Linked DNA regions of Pan troglodytes: all the other regions are linked to region 1. Evidence: chromatin contacts called from public Hi-C and HiChIP or PLAC-seq data. All regions are on one chromosome and are shown on one strand. Each heading gives the region's core, a stretch centred on a gene start, on an enhancer-like site or on the middle of the called end of the contact. The rest is flanking DNA. Distances are from core to core; before and after follow the strand shown.

Evidence for each region. Hi-C and Micro-C count contacts between places; a contact is called where the count stands out from the background. HiChIP or PLAC-seq counts read pairs in DNA pulled down with a chosen protein or histone mark.
Region 2: a contact with region 1 is called in an H3K4me3 HiChIP or PLAC-seq map of stem cell-derived excitatory neurons, with 6 times the contacts expected there. The contact joins the promoter of ETAA1 here to the promoter of MEIS1 in region 1. A contact is called at or near these places in 1 of 7 Hi-C or Micro-C datasets (stem cell-derived neural progenitor cells) and 1 of 1 datasets of contacts at active chromatin or transcription factors (stem cell-derived excitatory neurons).
Region 3: a Hi-C map of induced pluripotent stem cells shows a contact between it and region 1, with 2.8 times the contacts expected there. The contact joins the enhancer-like site here to the promoter of MEIS1 in region 1. A contact is called at or near these places in 2 of 7 Hi-C or Micro-C datasets (induced pluripotent stem cells and stem cell-derived neural progenitor cells) and 1 of 1 datasets of contacts at active chromatin or transcription factors (stem cell-derived excitatory neurons).
Region 4: a contact with region 1 is called in a Hi-C map of induced pluripotent stem cells, with 2.8 times the contacts expected there. The contact joins the promoter of SPRED2 here to the promoter of MEIS1 in region 1. A contact is called at or near these places in 1 of 7 Hi-C or Micro-C datasets (induced pluripotent stem cells) and 1 of 1 datasets of contacts at active chromatin or transcription factors (stem cell-derived excitatory neurons).

What each region holds. Positions count from the first base shown.
Region 1 is chr12:56,289,523-56,292,406 of NHGRI_mPanTro3-v2.0_pri, forward strand. MEIS1 (Meis homeobox 1) reads right to left here and starts at 1,476. Exons shown (of 13, transcript XM_063789038.1): 1 at 736-1,476. The coding sequence starts at 747.
Region 2 is chr12:55,325,905-55,328,809 of NHGRI_mPanTro3-v2.0_pri, forward strand. ETAA1 (ETAA1 activator of ATR kinase) reads right to left here and starts at 1,543. Exons shown (of 6, transcript XM_001167176.7): 1 at 1,158-1,543. The coding sequence starts at 1,380. It overlaps LOC100612620 (a long non-coding RNA gene), which reads left to right and starts at 535. Exons shown (of 8, transcript XR_010149111.1): 1 at 535-909.
Region 3 is chr12:55,397,497-55,400,508 of NHGRI_mPanTro3-v2.0_pri, forward strand. LOC100612620 (a long non-coding RNA gene) reads left to right here. Exons shown (of 8, transcript XR_010149111.1): 4 at 2,558-2,597. Among named protein-coding and RNA genes, the nearest start is that of ETAA1, 72 kb to the left of the region's middle. Within about 2 kb of position 1,570, at least 3 of the 24 cell types and tissues checked have an H3K27ac peak or open chromatin away from gene starts, as enhancers often do. A contact at or near this core is called in induced pluripotent stem cells, where this site is marked.
Region 4 is chr12:57,282,357-57,285,496 of NHGRI_mPanTro3-v2.0_pri, forward strand. It overlaps SPRED2 (sprouty related EVH1 domain containing 2), which reads left to right and starts at 1,665. Exons shown (of 7, transcript XM_063789766.1): 1 at 1,665-1,697. It overlaps LOC104004996 (a long non-coding RNA gene), which reads right to left and starts at 518. Exons shown (of 7, transcript XR_010149417.1): 1 at 405-518.

The sequences.
Region 1 (2,884 bases), core at 226-2,725:
GCCAGGACACAAATTATGCAAGGAAGGCTTTTTGTAGACCCCCTTTCTTTTAAGAAACTACCTCAGTTGGGTTGTCATTGTCTCACTTTACTCTCACTGCATTTCCATTGAAAAAGGAATATGGGGAAATTAGTATTGCATTTTTAAAGTGAGTAACTGTGTGCTTAGTATTCAATTAGTAGAGGGCTTATCTAAGAGAAACTTGCAAAATATTGCCTTGTATACAAGTCTATACAAATTGAAATTACTATAAAAAGATGAATGTTTTTTGACCAAAAAATTGGCTATACTATGACAAAGTTATTTCCTTTAAAAAGCTGAATACTTCTAGTGATATTAAAGATGAGCATAATCAATAACATATCAGAAGTTTCCAGCTGTATATTTTAGTTTAAACATAACTTTAAACTTCTGATCTCTGAATGTTCAAATTACAGCTTTAGGTATCTAGCTTTAAAAAAAAAAAAACCCAGATGATTGTTTGAGCTTGCATTTTTATTTATATAGCTGCTGGTTAGGAATCTATAGATAAATAGATTCCTTTAATTAACAACTCCAAGTAACATACATAAGTCTACAAATGCATTGAATAAATCCTCTCGCTTAGGCCACGGCTTTAGGAGCCTCATTTTTTAAAAGAGAGAGAGAAAAAAAGGAAACTTTTTAGCAGTGTCTTTCGGCCACGTTTCAATTTAATCTCACATTTGAGTTCCACAATTGTTTTTTAATACGTACCCTTTGCGCCATCGGCCTCTCTGGCTCCCTTCCTACTTCAACTTCTAATATATCCTCTTTAAGGCCAGTGTGAAAAGAAACAAATATTCAAACTCCCCGGGAAAAAAAAAAAAAAAAAAGCACGACGAAAAATCCCTTAACGTCTCCAGCAACGTGAGCTACTGGTCCCAGATCTTCGGTCTACGGGACCTGAAGCAAAGCGCCCGAGTCACTGAGCATAAAAGCGCTCCGTTTCCAAGACAGCAGCGGGGGCAAAAAAAAGCAGATCTTCTCTCCCCCAAAAATCAGTTTAAAAAAAAAAAAAAGAAAGAAAGAAAGAAAAGGAAAAAAAAGAGCGCCCCTCAGACCCAACTACCAAATCTCATGGCTTTCTGCCACTCCAGCTGTCAATCACAGGCGAGGTTGTCAACGTGGTGAATGAATGATCATCCGCTCTGTCTTCTTCTGGTCAGAACACCTCAAATGTTAATATTCAAATGCACAAAGCCCTAGCGCTCGCTTCCCTTGAATCAGTCCTAATTCCTAATCAGTTTCTCTCTTCTCTCTCTCTCTTTCTTTCTCTCCCTCTCTCTCTCCCTCTTTGCAAGTGCTGCACTGGAGGGAGATTAGAGAAGGAGGGTTAAAAAAAATGTCTGTCTGAGTTTGTCTTAAAGGAGCCACGATCGATGCTGCCCGTTTGCAGTCCCCGTGCGTGTGTAAAGTGTGTGTTGCACAGGCGGAGAGGTGGATTCCGACCAGAATGCTAGAACCCGGAAGTAGTGGTGGCCATAACAGGTCGCGTCTTACACAATGCATTGGGCTGCAGCAAGTAGGCTCCTCGGCAGGGGTGGGTGCGCGAAGCGAGCTCTGGCCGCACTGGAGAGGCAGAGAGGCGCTCCATTAAATCGCACGCCCAGGCACAAACACCACACACCCAGGGCACACGCACACAAACGCAGGCAGTAGCCCGCGGCCGCCGGCTTTATTTTCAGTATTCTTTTCTCTCCCTCCCCCTGCAGACTCTCTCCCCAAAGCCGACTCTCTTGAAATAAATTGGGAATCAACGCCGGGCAGGCAGCAGCGGAATTTATTTTGCACAGGGCTCCGCGCATAGACTTCATGACTTTCCTCGAAATTATTGGGGTCTGCCAGTGTTTTTCGGGGCAGGGGGTGATGCGCAAAGTACTGAATTCTCAGAACTAAACACTGCAAGGAGAAAAGTCAAAGCGGGATCGTGGAGGAAAAGGAGGAGGGAGAAGCCGGGTTGGGAAAGCCTCTGCTAAGGAGTCCTGAGAACATGGGGTTGAGGTGGCTCGGGCTTTCTGCAGACCCAGCTTAGAGGTTTCTTTGCTGTTAGAGGTGGACGCCCGGCCGGGGGAAAGAAAATGCTAGCATTTTGTCACTTCGGGTCTGGACTCCCCCACCTCCTAGCCCCGGCGGCTCCCAGCCCCAGCCCAGGCGTCCTGCGCGAAGTAGAGAGGAAGGGAGGGAACAATGAGCTGAGCGCGGGGAATGTGCCCCCAGCGCCTGTTTACAAACACCAAGCTATTTATGATCGCCGGAAAGCGAAACCCGGCGCGGGCTCGCAGCAGCCCAGACCTCGCGGGCGGAGCCGGGGCCAGGGAGCCGCTGGGAGGGAGGCTCTTTCTCCGACCCGCTCGGGGTGAGGCGGCCGTGCGCCCAGGGCGCGGCGCGGCGCGACGCTGCCGGAGTGCTAGGCTCGGGCTGCAGCCACCGCTGCCTTTGTCTTAGAGGCGCCGAGGGGCTCCAGCCTCGACCTCTCCCGGGCCTGTAAGAACCTCGCGCCCCACTAGCTCTTTCTCCAGCGAAGCCCTGCCCTCACCACCCCAGACATCCTTCCCCGCGCTCCTCTTTCCCGTCCCCAACCTGGCTCGGCGAAACCTCCCAGTGCCAGAGAAAAAGAAATCCGCTTCGGAAGCTGAGATTTCAGACAAAAGCTGCCTGTACCTACAACTCGGAGGCTCCAACCAACCACTGTTTTTTGTTTTGTTTTGTTTTTAACTTTAACACCTATTGCCTGGGCTTTAATTCCCCCTCACCCCTTCTCTTTATTCTCCCGCTCTAAGCTTCTCCCTTGTGATTATATTTAGTGGCATTATTTTCGTATTTATATTTCTGTCCGCTGGGCTCTGATCTGCCGAGATGGCTC
Region 2 (2,905 bases), core at 293-2,792, 960 kb before region 1:
AACCCAACAGAAACCTAAATATGTTTAGCCCCCTTTCACCAACTCTATCTAATCTACATTAATTGCCATTCTTCAAAAACCATTAGTGATCCAATGCTTGGGAATTTTTGTCTAGAATCACTTTCAAATTTTTATAAAGATTTTTGTTCATTCCCAAATTGCTTTATAGGAGTATTATTAAAGACATGTAAGGTGGCCGGGCGCGGTGGCTGTAATCCCAGCACTTTGGGAGGCCGAGGCGGGTGGATCACGAGGTCAGGAAATCGAGACCATCCTGGCTAACACGGTGAAACCCCTGTCTCTACCAAAAATACAAAAAATTAGCCAGGCGAGGTGGCACACGCCTGTAGTCCCAGCTACTTGGGAGGCTGAGGCAGGAGAATCGCTTGAACCCGGGAGGCGGAGGTTGCAGTGAGCCGAGATTGTGCTACTGCACTCCAGCCTGGGTGACAGAGCGAGATTCTTTCCCAAAAGAAAAAAGACACGTAAGGTAAAAAAAAAAAAAAAAAAAAAAAAAAAAAGCACTATTTCAAGAACATGCTCCAGAATAAAGGCTTTTGTATGAGTTTCAGTTCCAACTAAGATTTACTAGAAGTCTTTTAAAAAGTAACACCTAAAACTAATCGAGACGAAAGAGATCCTTAGTATCTTATTTGGAGGGATGTTACACACAGGAACTTCCGGTTTATTCACAATGAGGTGAGACATCTACCAGGCTTTGAGACAAACTTTTAACTTTTCCTATGAACTCTTCTCTAAAGCAGGTCACGGGGAAAAAAAGGGTTTAAAGAGAACTAACTTCTCCGGGCAAAAACTGAGGTTAGCGGGCCTATCAGCTGTTTCTTCTCACTCCACCACTGCTGCTGACTGGAGGAGCAGCCTGGAAAGCAGCCGCCCTCCCGCAAACAGGTAAACCACATTACCTATTCCTGTGGCGGAGGCAAATGGATGGTCAAACCTAACGGGGTAGTGCTTAAGTTCGGGGACAAAAGCCCATCGGGGAGTGGTATAGGATTATTTTTGGACTCTCGAGGGGTGAATCCCAGAGACAGAATACACGCTCCAGACTCCACCCCCACCCCAGATTTCCCTGTTGCAAGCTGGGCTGTGGGGATGCGGCGCCGAACCCAAGGCAGGCCGCGCTGCCGACGTCTCACCCTCGGGGTTACTTTTACTGCACAAGGCGGCGGTCGGAGGCTGCTCTCGCTGCCGCACTGGCCCGGGAGGCCCCTCTCTAGCCCCGCAGGGCCACGAACCGCGGGCCGATCTCAGCCGCCTCCTCCCTGGCTCGACCACCGAGCCGCATTCCTCCGCCGCCGCTGTTTTGTGCGGCGTTTTCTTCGGGCTAGGGCTGTCATCATGTTTCCTTCGCCGACTCATTGCCTATGGCCCGCCTCCACCAGCCGCTTCTTCTTTCACATTTTGCAAAGGGATGAGTAGGGCAACAGCACTACAAACCGCACCCGGCACCAACGGCAGCCGCCATTTTGGTCGGTGGGGCGCGCGCAAGATGCGGCCGCTGATTGGCTGGGTCCGGGAGAGGGGCGGAACTGTTAAGGTGCCCAGGGCGCGCGCACTTCCGCAGCCGGGACAGGAGCCTGCTCTGGAGGAGTGTCTAGGCTCAAAATCCTCCAGACTGGTGGGGGTTGTTCGGGTAGTAGTCGAGAGTGGGAGCTTGTGAGTTGGAAAGGAGATTGAATACACTAGCAACTTTTTATTGAATTTACAACGAAAATTGCACGTTAGTCAAATTCAGATTATTGAGAGTCTTCGAATTTCTCAAGAAGAGGAAATACAGCTAATTTTTCATAGATGATATGTGCATAGAAAAATCCAAAAGAAAGTAGAAAAAATTACTAAATTAATTTAGAGTTGCTGGATACAAAGTCAATATTCAAAGACCAATGTGTTTCAATAGATTAGCAACAAATATAAAATTGAAGTTTTAAAGAGGTACTATTTATAATAGTGCATGAGATAGCAAGTAACTAGGAATAAGTTAAAGATTGTCCTTCCTACAAAGAGAACTATAAAACATTTTTGAGGCCGGGCGCCATGGCTCAAGCCTGTAATCCCAGCACTTTGGGAGGCCGAGGCAGGCGGATCACGAGGTCAGGAGTTCAAGACCAGCCTGGCCAGCATGGCGAAACCCCGTCTCTACTAAAAATACAAAAAATTAGCCGGGTATGGTGGTGCGTGCCTGTAGTCCCGGCTACTGGGGAGGCCAAGGCAGGAGAATTGCTTGAACCTGGGAGGCGGAGGTTGCAATGAGCCGAGATTGCGCCACTGCACTTGCAGTGAGCCGAGATCGCGCATCTGCACTCCAGCCTGGGCGACAGAGGGGGACTTCGTGTAAAATAAGTAAATACATACATACATACATACAAAAATTAGCCAGGCGTGGTGGCGGGTGCCTGTAATCCCAGCTACTCGGGAGCTGAGGCAGAGAATTGCTTGAACCCGGGAGGTGGAGCTTGCAGTGAGCCGAGATTGCGCCACTGCACTCCAGCCTGGGCAACAGAGCAAGACCCTGTCTCAAAAAAAAAAAAAAAAATTTTTTTTTGAAAGAAAACGAAGACCTAAATAAATGGTTACCCTATGTTCATGGGTTGTGAGACTCAATATTGTTACAATGTCAGCTATTTCCAAACTGACCTATAGATTCAACATAAATACATATGAAGGCCCAGTGTGTGACTGTGTGTGTGTAACATGGTAAGTCTTTTCTAAAATTTATATGAAAATGCAAGGGACCAAAATTATCAATAAACTCTTGAAGATCTCTCGAAGAATAATGAGGGTTGATATCTACCAGGTATCAAGACTTATGTAAAGTTATAGTAATTAAGACAGTGTTATGATGGTGTCAGGATAGACAAAGATGAAAGAAACAGGATAGCACAGA
Region 3 (3,012 bases), core at 320-2,819, 890 kb before region 1:
AACAGCTACCTCCTTCCATTATCCTGTAGGTACATATTTGGAAAAAGACAGGCTCAGCCACACCTGATGGCTTCAGCTAATCAATTCATGTGCATCTTAAATCTGTCAAGACAAGATCACCTATTTAGTGTTAAGCTTAAAGGGATATATTTTGTGCCAGTGAAATCTCAAAGAGATCAGTTCACTACACATTTTTTTTTTCTTGCTCCTCATAGAACAAACCCATTTTAAGATTATTTTTCCTCCTTGGTATAAATTTTAAAATTTATTTTAAACAAATCACTTATTTAATATCATAAATTACAGCAATAAAATGACCAAGAGATGAGAGTGCGTTTGACTTTTTAGGTTAGTTTATAAAACAGTTGCAAAGTTCTATATCTAAGTAGCGTTATTGCCATCTTATAACGGCAGAACTTGGGGATAGGCAGTGGAGCGAAGTTCAGAATCTTGGGCTTTGTTTTCTTCAGTCCTTCTACAAAGGTTGCTTAGCACAGATACTGAACTCTTAGAGAAGTTACAATCATTTTTAATCCGTTTCTTCACAGTCTGTTTTTTGTCTGGATTCTGTTGTACAGCATAACAGATAAGCAGATCCCTAATGAGTTCAGAGCCAGCCAGTTAGTTCCTGGATATGTTACAGGTCCTTGTTAATCCAGTTAGGTATAGCAGGTTACTCATTTTTCCCATTTCTGCCCTTCACCTTGCCCTCCACTAAGATTTCTAATTTTATTGCAGAAAGATCTACCTTTTAGCAATGAAGAAATCATTGTTATTATTTTTAAAAAGCAATAGTGGTGAGAGTAATTCTAGGCAAAGTATTACAGAAAAAGTAAACAGCATGAGATGGTGGTTCTACAATTCCCTACAAGACCATCTGTTTTCCCAATGAAAAATCTAGTGCTTCCTCGAGTTATGTTTTAAAAGGCTTAAGCAATCATTCAGATAATCAGACTTCATTGCTATGAAATTTCATCAAAGTGTACTCAATCCTTGAACTCATATCTGGGTCCATTTTGCCAATCAGATAAAACTTCCTAGGCTTTTTCCTAGAGGCATGAGTGGTTAACTTGATCTTATTGCACTGCAAAAGATTTTGTGCTACACATCATTTTTCATAAAAGCTATTTGTTGTGTTAGGAGAACTCCAGAGAGACTGCTTGTTAGAATAGATTTTGGGGGTGGGGGTGGGCCAGCGCTGGTTCTGCTTTGTCACTTTGGACCAAATGAAAATTCTTAGAAATTCTTAAAAATTAACCTCAGAGGACATGAGGAGGCAAAAAGGTGATACAGAGGAAATTAGTGGCTTGATAAGTAAAGATGTTATTTCTCATGAACAGACCAATAATTATTTTTAAAAAAACCCAAAGAAATCTATAATTTGGAAGCACTGAATTCCTTTGTCTTAAGATTGTCACTTGCTTCTTCTTTCAGTTGGCATAGGGGTTAAAGCCACCTGACTCTTTTTTTTTTTCCGTTGTAAAGGTCAGCCAACGCATGCCCACTCTTGTCCACATGAGCACAAACAGCCTTTGCGTTGAAAAAGCACTAGGTGGTGCCCATTTTCTTTGCTGGTGAAAGGGCTGGATTCCCCAAGGGAGTCACTCTGGGCAAGTTCATCAGGCCCTGGCCCACATAGCAGAGTGCACTTCTCTCACAGATGACCAGGAGCATGGTGTCACAGTCTGTCCCTTCCCTGATGCATCCTGGGGCTTGCCTGTTTTAGGACAGAGCTTTGATTTGGGGATACAGTGTTTTTACATGTGAGGATAGGAGTAGAGGAGGGTGGTGGCAAAAAGCTTCGAGTGTTCCCTTTGAAAATGAAAGATAAGAGGAATAAAGGCTGCAACACTGCCATCTGCATTTGTAAAAAGTCATAGTATATCTCTGCCAAGGCTGTCCTCCTGCCAGATCATCTGAACAATGCAGTGCACATGCTAATTTTATTTTTTCCCACTTTTGCCTGTAATCAAACTGTGAAAATAAGGAAAATGAAGGTTAATCTTAAATTTCAATTTGTTTCTTCACAAAAATAATTATTTGTTAAATAAAGCATGGCTAAATTGAAGATTTTGCATGCCCGTGTCTCTCCCCAATACCTACCATTTGAAGAGGTGGCTCTATACTACTGAGTTCTTTCCTTTAAAAAAAAATCTTATTAGGCACGCTTAACAGATTGTTGCTTTGTGTTCAAGGAGAGCAGATAACTGGCTAAGAAGATTTTTTTTTTCCAGAATAATTTTATCCAGGCGATATACCCATCGGATCTGTTTTAGAATGTAGAACTGTTTAGAAAGTTTTTGTTCTTGTAAAGATCTGGTGGCAGCAATTGAGCATAATCATGTTATTGTCATAAAAAGAAAAGAAGAAAAGAATATAACAATTTTTTTCTAGTAGACATATGTCTTGTCTATCTATAACCTATTCCCTGAAATTTGGCCTAGTAGAGTTAGTTTGTTCAAATATATTTATTTTGTTTTAGAGAAAGCAAGAAAATTGTTTTTTTGAATGCCAAAGAAATAGATTCTTGTAGTAAAATCTGAATCTTGTTTCACAGGTTGGTGAACCATACTCCAACAGAAAGGGGAAATAAAACTGTAAGTAGTTTTAAAAAGTTGAACTAAGAGAAAAGCTTTATTATGAAATTATGAGGATTATTTCTGTGCACTGGCTGCCCCGTCATATGTCATGGCATGTGGCGGGTTGACTGCTCATTAATTCTATTTATATCAGTATGATAATCCACCCCACTGAGTATGCATGTGTTAAAATATTCATAAATTATGTTTATTGTGACCAAATATACATTCAATGCCAAAAGAAGACCATTATTTAAAGACAAAACTAGTCAACAGTCAAACAAGCAAAGCCTTTTTACTGTCAGTCCAGTACATTATGTTTTATCAAATTCACATGAATTGCTTCTCCTTCCAGTGCCCCATAAGGAATGTTTATCCTTTGTTTTTAAACTATGCAAAGAAATAGACTTCACTGAAAGGAACAGATTTGGAA
Region 4 (3,140 bases), core at 415-2,914, 990 kb after region 1:
CATCATAATAAAGGCACCAGATCGCCCGAGGCGCGGCCCGGCCGCGCGCAGGGTTGAGCTCGGGGAGACCGGAAGGAACTGATAACCGAGCGCTAATGACACCCCCTCCCTCCGCGTCGGAAGTGTCCTCGGAGCGCCGGTCATTGAGAAATACCGAAGGGGCAGAGTGGGGGTGAAGCGAGGACAGGCCCGGGCGCAGCTGCGCGCGCCTCGCGGGGCGGGGAGCGGGGGCGCCGCGGCAGCGGGGGGCTTCTGCAGGCTGGGCCGCGGCGGGGCGGTGCGAACCTTTGGGCCCCGTGGAGTCCTCCCTAAATCACCCCCTCCCCGCCCCTGGGAAGGGGGAGGGCGAGTGATTGCTCAGATCCCACCCCCGCCCCTGGGGAAATCTACACTGCCGGCCCTACCGGACGAGAGGGGGGAGAAGGACACGAACGAGAGAGCGGATTGCAGAGGAGGCTAAAATGTCCGCTTCTCCTGGCGCCCGAGCCAGGCGGGAGGGGTGGGGGCCGCGGACGGCTTCCCAGTGAAACAGGACCTGCGGGGCTACTGAGCATGCCCGTCCCCGGCCGCGGAGGGTCGCTCCGGCTCCGCGCTCCGGGCTTTCCGGGCAGCCCGCGGGAAGGGCCGGGGTGGGGGTGCTCCCTCGCCCAGGACTCGGAACTGAGAAGCCTGTAGGTGGGGGACCTGCTGGGGGCCCCGCTGGGTTTGCGTGAAGTTGTGAGCAGATCGATATTACTTTTGAAGCTTTACGATCCTACTCTGACTGAGCACTATTGATTTGATCGTGTTCAGAGATTCCCGCAGCCCCCTGTTCTGCCGGTTGTGGGGAGAGACAGGGATGTGGGTCCTTAGCTCTTTCAGCAGTGACATCAATTAAAGCCCTAAATCTGTGATATCCCCTATTCCAGCAACAATCCAATGGACTTTGATAACACCTTGATGTTCAGATCAACAGACATATCTGAGTTATTCGCCCAATGTCCTCATTTATTCTATGGAGCTGCAGGAGTCAGACTTGCCTCAACCACAGTAATTGATGGGGAGGACCAAGAAGTGACCTGCTAGTAATGTTTCCATCAAAAGGCCCCTTTTGGGTGTTGAACAAGACAGAAGAGAACTGGCAGGCTTCATTTAAAGGAACATGAAGGACAGAGTGGAGGGGGGCATTTGGTAAACCAGCTGGCCAGAGAGAGGAAAGGGCTATCAGGAATCTGTATAGCCCATTTAAGATTCCCAGCAACCCTATGTTGTGGGTACTATTCCGACCCAACAGACACTGAACCCAAGGCTCAGTGGACCTAAGGGCCTGCCTGAGATAGCCCAGCTGGAGTATGGTACCAGGTGATCCCAGTGGGGACTTGGGGACTTCTGGACCTCAGAATATTTATCATTGTTCCCCTGGCAACCTGGTCCATAGGCTGGGCCAGTCGTTCACTGCTATTAAGCAGAGAGCTGGCTGAGTGAGTGGTGATGACACCAATTTAACCTGCTCATAGAGCTGGCCTACCTGCAGAAATTAATCACCTCACCTGCCACCTTGCCATTTGTGTACCTTGAAACTGGAGGGTGGAGCCCAAGAGATGCCCACAGGGTGGATAATTTTGACATGGGTAAGTGCCTGTGTTCTGGGAAGTTCAGGAATAACAGGGTGGGATCTCTTTCAGCACTCCAAGGTAGAAGAGCAACCATGGCCAAAGGTGAGACTTGGGTAGATTCCTTAGCCATCTGGGGATTTGGAAGACAATGAGATCTTGCCTTTGCTTAGTACTTTCTCAGGAACTCTCAATGGCCTCAAAAACTGATAAAGACAAGCTTGGCCTTGTTATTCCTGTTTTATAAAGAAACTCACTCGGGGTCTCAGGACTGCTAGGAGAAAACCAGAACCAAGCTGTTCCATCCCCTGGTTCATGCCCTCCCCACCACCACACATCACCAGCGTGAACCCCACTCCATGTCTACAGAGATCATGGCTGTGATAAGCACAAAGCCTGGAGTAAACCACCAGTTTATCCCTGACTCAAGGTGAAACTTTTTGGAGCATTTGTGGCTCTTATATGCATGTAAATTTTAGGAATACTAAATTTGAGGCATTTATTTATTTATTTAGAGACAAAGTTTTGCTCTTGTTGCCCAGGCTGGAGTGCAATGGTGCAATCTCGGCACACTGCAGCCTCCTCCTCCTGGGTTCAAACAATTCTCCTGCCTCGGCCTTCTGAGTAGCTGGGATTATGGGCGCCCACTACCACACCCAACTAATTTTTATATTTTTAGTAGAGACAGGGTTTTGCCATGTTGGCCAGGCTGGTCTCAAACGCCTGACCTCAGGTGATCTGCCCACCTCAGCCTCCCAAAGTGCTGGGATTACAGGCATGAGCCACTGCGCCCAGCCTGAGGCAAATATTTAATCTCTTAACCTGTTCAGTGGTTGCTATTTAGTTAACATCGTATCTGGATTGTCCCATGGACATTCAAGAGGATGGAAAAGTCTACTGTGTTTGGAGAGCAGCAAGGGATAGGGACTATGTCTCTTGTTTCTTTTTCTTTCTTTCTTTCTTCTTCTTCTTTTTTTTTTTTTTTTTTTTTTTTTTTTTGAGATGGAGTTTTGCTCTTGTTGCCCAGGCTGGGGTGCAGTGGCACAATCTTGGCTCACCGCCACCTTCACCTCCTGGGTTCAAGCGATTCACCTGCCTCAGCTCCCGAGTAGCTGAGATTACAGGCACGCGCCACCACGCCCGGCTAATTCTGTATTTTTAGTACAGACGATGTTTCACCATGTTGGTCAGGCTGGTCTCGAACTCCCGACCTCAGGTGATCTGCCCGCCTCGGCCTTCCAAAGTGCTGGGATTACAGGCGTGTGCCACCGCGCCCGGCCGGGGCTGCTTCTTAACGCGAGAAATTCCATAATTTCTACGGAAATGCAAACGTTTCTGGGCTGTGCTGGGTTGACCTTTTTCTTTGCATGAGTAATGATTCTTAAAAACATCCGTTCCTTGGCCGGGCGCGGTGGCCCATGCCTATAATCCCAGCACTTTGGGATGCCGAGGCAGGCGGATCACGAGGTCAAGAAATCGAGACCATCCTGGCCAACATGGTGAAACCCCCTCCCTACTAAAAATACAAAAATTAGCTGGGCGTGGTGG